Linked DNA regions of Mus musculus: regions 1 and 3 are each linked to region 2. A link is a contact called in public promoter capture Hi-C data. All regions are on one chromosome and are shown on one strand. Each heading gives the region's core, a stretch centred on a gene start, on an enhancer-like site or on the middle of the called end of the contact. The rest is flanking DNA. Distances are from core to core; before and after follow the strand shown. Region 1 overlaps Iqgap1 (IQ motif containing GTPase activating protein 1). Region 2 overlaps Crtc3 (CREB regulated transcription coactivator 3). Region 3 overlaps Blm (Bloom syndrome, RecQ like helicase).

What was found. Capture Hi-C pulls out chosen DNA fragments and counts their contacts.
Region 1: a promoter capture Hi-C map of liver shows a contact between it and region 2. The contact joins two enhancer-like sites. A contact is called at or near these places in 1 of 115 datasets of contacts at active chromatin or transcription factors (bone marrow-derived macrophages) and 2 of 9 other capture datasets (adipose tissue and liver).
Region 3: a contact with region 2 is called in a promoter capture Hi-C map of liver. The contact joins two enhancer-like sites. A contact is called at or near these places in 1 of 484 Hi-C or Micro-C datasets (microglia), 1 of 115 datasets of contacts at active chromatin or transcription factors (embryonic stem cells) and 4 of 9 other capture datasets (adipose tissue, embryonic stem cells, liver and 1 more).

Annotation. Positions count from the first base shown.
Region 1 is chr7:80,780,841-80,783,540 of GRCm38.p6, reverse strand. All of the region lies in intron 2 of Iqgap1 (IQ motif containing GTPase activating protein 1), which reads left to right. Among named protein-coding and RNA genes, the nearest start is that of Iqgap1, 21 kb to the left of the region's middle. Within about 2 kb of position 1,265, at least 180 of the 459 cell types and tissues checked have an H3K27ac peak or open chromatin away from gene starts, as enhancers often do. A contact at or near this core is called in liver, where this site is marked.
Region 2 is chr7:80,603,942-80,606,696 of GRCm38.p6, reverse strand. Crtc3 (CREB regulated transcription coactivator 3) reads left to right here. Exons shown (of 15, transcript NM_173863.2): 8 at 864-949; 9 at 2,297-2,346. Among named protein-coding and RNA genes, the nearest start is that of Gm15880, 31 kb to the left of the region's middle. Within about 2 kb of position 1,301, at least 17 of the 459 cell types and tissues checked have an H3K27ac peak or open chromatin away from gene starts, as enhancers often do. A contact at or near this core is called in liver, where this site is marked.
Region 3 is chr7:80,455,783-80,458,526 of GRCm38.p6, reverse strand. All of the region lies in intron 21 of Blm (Bloom syndrome, RecQ like helicase), which reads left to right. Among named protein-coding and RNA genes, the nearest start is that of Gm44851, 53 kb to the right of the region's middle. Within about 2 kb of position 1,391, at least 116 of the 459 cell types and tissues checked have an H3K27ac peak or open chromatin away from gene starts, as enhancers often do. A contact at or near this core is called in liver, where this site is marked.

The sequences.
Region 1 (2,700 bases), core at 16-2,515, 180 kb before region 2:
GGTGACCTGCATTTGACCCTTGGAAGCACTGTAAAGGTGGAAGGAGAGAGCTGCCCCAGACCTCCCATGTGCATTGTGGCCTGGGATACACATACGTACAATAATTGCAAATTAAAAACAAATCACGAGGTGGACAGGACAGCACCCAAGGGATGATGTTTGAGGTTGACCTCTGGCCTTCACACACATGTGCAAGCATGTGCAGATGGACCCTTTCTAAGAGCACATGCACAAAGTCGGAGCCACTGTGGGAACCCACGTTGTAGGAGACTTTCAAACACAGATCCACAGTTCCAGGGAAGCTTCTTCCTGTGCTCTAACCCATTTCTGCAGTTATTAAAGATTCTCTGTAGATTCTCTGTAGATCGTACGCACGTATATGGATGTTTTGTCTGCGTGCCCATGTGCACAAGAAGAGAGCATAGAACCCACTATAGACAGTTGGAAGATGCCATGTGGGTGCTGGGACCTGAATTCAGTCTAAACAGCTGAGCCATCTCTCTAGCCCCTGTTTCTGAAGTTATTTAAAGATAAGTTTTATTTTTATTTTTTGTTTTATTAATAATTGTTTTGAATGACATGATATTTCGCTGCCTGTTTTTTTTTTTTTTTTTTTTTTTTTTTTCCTGATGTGGAAAAGGGATGAGAAAAAATGTTTTATTGACTTAAAACAAGTGAAAAGCACTTTTGAACACTTGCATCGTTCAGGACAGTTTGTTCATAGTACCGAGAGCTGTGAAACACTAAGCCAGCCTTGTCTTTAGGAGTCTTCCATAGAGAGCGGCAGAGCTGGCTCAGCTGGCTCAGCAGTTAGCTGCTCCTCTAACAGTTCTGTTCCCAGCTCCCTGTGAAACTCGAGCTGTAGGGCAGTCTGTCCCTGCACTTATGTGTACAGATCCGATACACTTAAAAGCAGTACGTCTGTGTTAAAAAGAGGTCTCCATATTGATTGGACAGACAAGACATAAGCATTGAAAAGTTACCCAACAAGAAAGAATAAAAGGCCTGACTGTCACAAGGCCACATGTGGTGGCTGTGGGATGATGCAAACAGTTTCTGTGTAAAAGTTTAGAGAACAGGGACGTCATTTGGTGGTAGGGTTTTGAAAGAAAGGCCAAGATTGTGAAGAAGAGCAGGAAAACATGTCGTCCATATTTTTGGTGCCCCTCCCCTTCCCTTTTGGCTTCCAGTTGCACCTCTGACCACAGCGCTGCTCCGTAACCAGGCGCCCAGAGCCGTGGCTCAGTTCAGAGTGCAGTGTGCAGCGCAGGTGCTGTGGTGGCTTAGCGGTATGATGTCATGCCTGAGCTGTAATTTTCTGCCTCTTATTCGTTTCTTGTTTCTTATCATTTGGTCAGGGGTAGTATGTTCCTTAAGCAAGACACGGAGAGATCTTCCAACAGTTAGAGCACTTTGACTCAAAGACAAAGGAGGGGCTGCCTTTATGTAAGTAAGCACTGGTTTTAGTAGGTGCAGATGTAGAAACTCTAGGTACAGCAAAGTTTAGAAGTTGGATGGTGTTATTTGTGATCGTGGGGAAGGTGACTTTGAGGCTTCCTTGGAATTGGCAGGGATGGGCGAGGCTGACCAGGAAGTGTCGACAAGCCTTTATTCTTTGCCGGCAACTCCATCTCTAGCTTCCTGTATCATGGCTTCTCCATAAAATTCCTCAAAATCTGTTCCCCCAGCAGATTTCCTGTGCCATCTTGGGCTCCCTTCCTATTCTTTCCCGTCTTTAGGGCCTCCTCACAGTGTTGTTTTCTAACAACGCAGGCATGAGAAGGCACTCACTGTGTGCTCCCTCAGGCCTGGCCTCTCCTGGTGATTGTCTTCTTCCTCTGTGTCCTCTTCATCCCAATCCAGAGGCTGCAGCTGGTGGGCCTTTCTCTTCTCACTGATCGTTCTTGCCAAGATCAGCAATGACCTTGGCTCTGTGTCCAGGGGAGCTTTCTTGTCTCACTGTGCTGAGCGAGCCTTGTGTCTGTTCCCCATGCCACGCCCTCTCCCTTTTAACTGAGGGCAGGCTGGCTGGCTTTCTTTCTTTCTTTCTTTCTTTCTTTCTTTCTTTCTTTCTTTCTTTCTTTCCTCCTGCTCCTCCTCCTCCTCCTTCTTTCTTTTTCAGATTCTGGATTTTGAATTGTGTGTAAAAAATGTTTCTTTTCTGAGAACATGAACTCCAGAGTTCTCTGGACACTAAGGGAGTGCTGAGCTTAGGGCTCCTCTCTGTAGCTTTCTTAGAGCCCTTCACACCCCTCTCTCTTCCTCAACTGTTGCAAACCTTACAGGAAAGAGCTGTGTCCTTAATAAGATTCATAGTTGGGCTGGAGAGATGGTTCAGAGGTTAAGAGCACTGCCTGCTCTTCCATAGGTCCTGGGCTCAATTCCTAGCAACCACATGGTGGCTCACAACCATCTGTAATGGGATCCGAAGCCCTCTTCTGGTGTGTGTCTGAAGACAACTACAGTGTACTCATATAAATAAAAATAAATCTTTTAAAAAAATCCATAGCTAGCCACTCCTCCTAATTTGTTGTTACCAAGTCATAGATTTGAAAATTAAAATTTTGGTGTGTATTACTATATACTCTAAGGTGTATGTTACCTTATCCCAGGGCTCTCAGAAATACTGTTCTTATTAAGAAATGGGAGCCTGTTTTCTCTCTCCTATAGGAGCTGCTTATCCTTTTTATCCACTCTCCC
Region 2 (2,755 bases), core at 52-2,551:
CACCGGCTGCTCTTCCAAAGGACCCGGTTCAATTCCTAGCATGCACATGGTGGCTCACAACTATCTATGACTAGTTCCAGGAGATCTGATGCCCTCTTCTGGTCTCCACAGGCACTAGTGTTCATATAGTATACAGACACACATAGGCAAATCGCCCATACACACAAAATAATACAATAATTAAAGAAAAAAGTATGTTAAAAAATAGTGTTTGCTAAGGAAATCATGTTCACTAGTCAGTGTGGCACATGCTTATAATCCCACCACTTGAGAGGACAGCTGAGAGCCTGAGGCCAGCCTGAGCTACGTGGCAGGTTCCTTGACAGCCAACCCTAAATGCTAACTAAGAGACATTTAAATTTTTTCTTTTCTCTTCTTTTCTCTCCTCTCCTCCCCTCTCCTCTCCTCTCCTCCCCTCTCCTCTCCTCTCCTCCCCTCTCCTCTCCTCTCCTCCCCTCCCCTCTCCTCCCGTCCCCTCCCCTCCCCTCCCCTCTCATCCCCTCTCCTCCCCTCCCCTCCCCTCCCCTCCCCTCCCCTCCCCTCCCCTCCCCTCCCCTCCCCTCCCCTCCCCTCCCCTCCCCTCTTTTCTTTTCTTTTGAGACAGGGTCTCTTTATGTAGCTCTAGCTGTCCTGGAACTTCCTATGTAGAGTAGGCTGGCCTCAAATTCACAGAGATCCATCTGCCTCTGTCCCTGCCTCCCTGGTATGGGATTAAAGGTTTGCCGCCACCCCCTCCCACTCCCCGCCCTGCCCCCGCCCTGCCCCCGCCCCCACCCCCAGCAGTTTTAAACAAGCTAATTGATTTGGCCCAGGTTGGCCGCCCTCTTCTCTAATTCAATGAATATGCTTCTTCTCCCTTTTAGTAGCCGCCTTCCCGGGTCCGCTGAAAGAAGAGAATCTGTTAAATGTCCCGAAGCCACTGCCTAAACACCTGTGGGAGAGCAAGGAGGTGGGTGAGCCGTCCTGGGTTGTGCTTGTCAGTCCTGGCAGCCTGCCCCGCAGAGGTGGAAACCAGAACTGGGGAAAAGGAAGAGAGGATTTGTCTGGACACAGACACTGGAAAGACAGTGGGGAGATCTGTCCCCCACGGGTCACCGTGATCTGTGGGCGATTAGTGCAGTGCCCCTGGGGTTTCCAAGCTTTTCTGTGGATTTGCTGATTCTCGAATGGAAATTGTTAAGCTGCTCACCTTACATGGTCAGAAGCCCGGAGATTTGGGCATGAAAGGGCAGATGTCTCTGCTTTGGAGCCATCTCCAGCTCCTGTCGAGAACTGCTATCATGCCAGATGATCATTCCTAAAATCAAAGGCCTTTGACCCAAGCAGCAATGAGTCATCTGTTTACTACTGATTTCTCTGAGCTTTGAATGTTAGCGTCTGAAATCCTAGTCACTGGCCTCCCTCCACGACCCCTTTGTAAACCTCACCCACTGCGGAGCTTAGCTTAGCCTCTTTCTGTAGAGAGCTGTCTTGTGAGAAAGTCCTCCATCCACCCCTAGTGATGGCCAGATGCAGTTGGCTGTTTGGTCTCTGTGCTTAACTACCCCCGCACCCCCCCTCCGGTTTCCCCCCCTCGGGATCCCATTGGTCTCCACGTCCCTCCCCCTTCCCCCTCAGGATCCCATTGGACCTGCTTCCCTCCCAGCGGGATCACATTGGCCCTTTTCCACCCTACCCTCCCATTGGTCCTACTCCTTTCCTCCATCAAACTTATTGGAAGTCTCTGCATCAGTGTGGTCTTGAAAGCTTTTTATAAATATGTAGTTGATGTTTTAACTTTAGGGGCCTAAAAGAAGACAGATAATGGCGTGCAGGTGCATTCACAAATACCATGAGCTGCTCTCTCTGAGAGACAGTTGTCTCCCTTGGTTAATGCACACTCTAGTTCCAGGGTCCTTTTCCCTCTCTCCTCCCTCTCCCCATTGCCCCGTTTTGCTTTTTGTTTTGTTTTGATTTTGCTTTTTTATTTCCTTCTTTTTCTCCCATGCTAATTGAAAAAAAATTTTTTTAATCTAAATATGCAAAACATTTGCCTTTTTGAAGGAAGTAACATTTAACTAGAAGGTAAGTTAATAAGGCATCGAGCTAAGAAAAGGTGCTAATGGTATATATACTTCTTTTGTCTGGAAATTTAAGAAATTTAAAATTCCTCAAAACTTAAATGGCTGCTCTGTGCAGATGCCCTTGGTTTGCTCCGTCTCTCTTGGCCTCTGACTAGGGTGGCCAGATCCCTACTTTTCAAACACTTGAATTTGGCTGTGCACTGAGTAAGCCCAACTTTCTTTGTTCTTCCCAGATCCAGTCCCTGTCTGGGCGCCCTCGATCCTGTGATGTTGGGGGCGGCAAGTAAGTCATACTCCTTCTGCTGAAGGTTTCCAGTCTTTCCTGCTCTGTCACAGATCTGTTTATAAGTCAAAGTCAACTGCATTTGCATAAAATGACTGTTCTCTTTGGTCCTCATAGTTAATGTTTTTGAGACAGTTCATTATACAGCTGACATAAGCCAGTAAATTACCCTGCATGTGCAGAGGGATTGTGAGGCCGAGGTGTTGACACATCAAAGGAGGCCGAGTTGGGGGACTCGGCTGAGGACCCCAACAAGCTATTGTTAGCGGAACCTTTGAAACAGCCGGAAGGATGGTCTCTAGTCTTTGGACATGTACCCACACATGCATTTAATTAATTGATTAACTCATCAATTAATTGAAAGCACACCTTGGTTGACACCTCAAACCAACCAACACTTAGGCTATCT
Region 3 (2,744 bases), core at 142-2,641, 150 kb after region 2:
TAAGTGTTTGCTGCACTCCCTCTGCTGCAGGATTCTCTGGGTCTCTCTGCTATTTTTTGAGACAGGGTCTCCTCTATCACAGTCTGCCCTTGAACTTAGTTTAAAGCCAAGGTTGACCCTGACTTTATACTCTTCCTGCATCCACCTCCCAACTTCTGAGATTACATGTGGGCCATCACACCTGGTTTATGCAATGCTGAGGTCCAGCCCATAGCTTCCTACAATCTAACTGAGCACTGCTAGCCCAGCGCATTCCCCACCCTCCCTGCTACTTTTAATGCCCGGGAGACTGGGTCTCCTAGTCTTGGCAGGATAGCTGAGAGGAGACCACTTGGGGAAATCCAAAGGCCAGACAAGCCAAGTTTCCTTGGGGGCTGTGTAAGTGGTTTCTGTCTTCTCCTCCCTTTGCTTGGCTGCAGCATGTCTGCACAGGAGAAGCGAAGTCAGAGTGGCCAGGTCTTGGCAGCAGGCATGTTTTCCACCATTGGACTGTATCCAAGAGTCCCTCCCTCCCCCTCTTCCTCCTTCTCCCCTGCTAGATGCCCATCACCTCCTGCCCTCAATCCAGAGATGGTGGTCCCCAGAGAAGTGCATACTGTAACAGAACTGCTTAGAACAGGAACCAAAGCTGCATGGCTCTGAGCTGTTGTTTGCAGTTTTCCACCTTTTCTCCTTCTAAGTGAGAAAAACAAGATTGAGTGGGGGAAGAGAAAGGCAGACAATGTCACCAAATTGTCATTTCTTGTTAAATCCATAAACAGACTTCTTACATGTGCTAACCTTCCTCCAGAGTACACAATTAAAGACATTTGTAAATGGTGGTTTAACTTTGTGGTTTTGAGTGCGCAAGTGACCATCAGATATTCCTCAGTGAGGACATTTTCTCATTTCCTTCATTTATTCCTCCCCTTGGGAAGCACTCATTTGCTTAGTTGCTCACAGAGCATGAGACCTTAAAAAGCTTCTGGTCCAACCCCCTTGGGTTTAGGATGGGGAAACTGGCCTGGCCTGTGTTGTGTGGGAGGGAAGGGCTTGCCTGAGGCCAGTCTCGCCTACTCCGTTTCAGAGGTAGGATTGGACACTGGCCTGGCCTGACGGCTCAGAGCACTTTCACTTCTGCGAGTCTGTGGACACTCCTTGAAACCGTGGGCGATCTGACATCTGGCTTCTACTTGTTGGGAGGGAAGAGACCAACACTGTTCTTTGCTGCTGGCTCCTTCACTTCATTTGCACAGCAGCTGTTTGTGAGAAAGGAGCTCTTTGCCATGTTGCCTGTAATCTGATTTAATAAGGAGTAAAACTCAAATTTGCACGAGGCATAAAGGTTTACTGTAGCACTCGGGAGCTAGGAGGCAGGAAGATCAGAGTGCAAGGTAATCTGTGGTTCAGTGCCACACATGGTCATGCGTGCCTCAGTGTCAGCAGTTGAGAGGCACACAAATCTCTGCGTTTGGGTCCAGCCGGCACTCTACAGAGAAACCCTGTCTCAACAAAAGTAAGCAAATACGTAAATGCATACACACGCTCTCTCGCACACGCACTCGCGCACACACACGCACAGTCCAAAGCCAGTCTGTGCCATGAGACTCTATCTCAGAAAACAAAACCAACATCATAGTGCCCCACAGCCAGCTCCGGTTTCCATCTAAGTGTAGTCGGTCTGTGTGTAAGGAGGGTCTCTTCTGCCTGCCAGCTTGGTGACTCTTCACCATCAGCAGCTGCTTGGCATCTCCTCTGCTCCTCTGGGTTTTCCAGCCCACCCTGAGGGGGATTCCAGCCCCGGGGCTGCTCACCTGTGCAGTGAGAGAATACTGGGGCTCCTTGCCAAGAGCCCTTCACCCCCAACAGACCACTGGGGCTCACGTCTCCAGAAAGCCACACAATGAGCCAGGTGTGTTCTGAGCTTTCTGAGTGGGAGGAAAATGGATGAGCCGTTGAAATGGAGGCTGCTGTTGGCAGATGCGTTCTGTAAATCCATATAAACAGCAGGGTTTGCTCCGGGCTTCATTCCTCAGCAGGAAGTCAGCAGAGGGAAACTTGAGGCTGCTTCTCCGCCAGATCTGCAATGAGATTGCCTTCCCTCCAGCAAGAGGTTTACAATGTTGAAAAACTTTTCCTAACCCCAGCAGCATGCCCTAGGATGCCACTAACTGCCCGGGATTATACAACTGATGGTGCACCTCTGCACTGCCCACTGTCACTGTAAACCAGCTGACAAGGTGGTTCACTTTTTGTTTGTTTTATCAAGGGTTAGAAAATTGCTCTCCTCGGGTCAGCAAAGAAGTGATATGCAGGGCACAGCTCAGGCTCTGGCAGGGCCCTCTTCCCTTCTTGTAGGAGGCAGTAAGCAGAAAGGACAAGTTGGCAGTTCTTTGGGTGTTGGGGCAGGGGAATTGCTGACTACGTGGCCCTGACACATGCCAGACCACTGCATGAGGCAGCTTGGTCCTCCCTAAGGAGCCACATATGCAGCCTTCCTAGGACTATGTGACTAGGATGAGGCCACCCAGAGGCTCTGCCCCATCTCCACTCTGCACAAAGCTGCCTTGCTCACATCTGGGTCAGTGCAGTAATTCTAGGGTATCTGATGGCCAGAGATTTGGGGTCTTTAAGAGATGTCTTCATGCCAGGCAGTGGTGGCTCATGCCTTTAATCCCAGCACTTGGGAGGCAGAGGCCAGCCTGGTCTACAGAGTGAGTTCCAGGACAGCCAGGGCTATACAGAGAAACCCTGTCTTGAAAAAC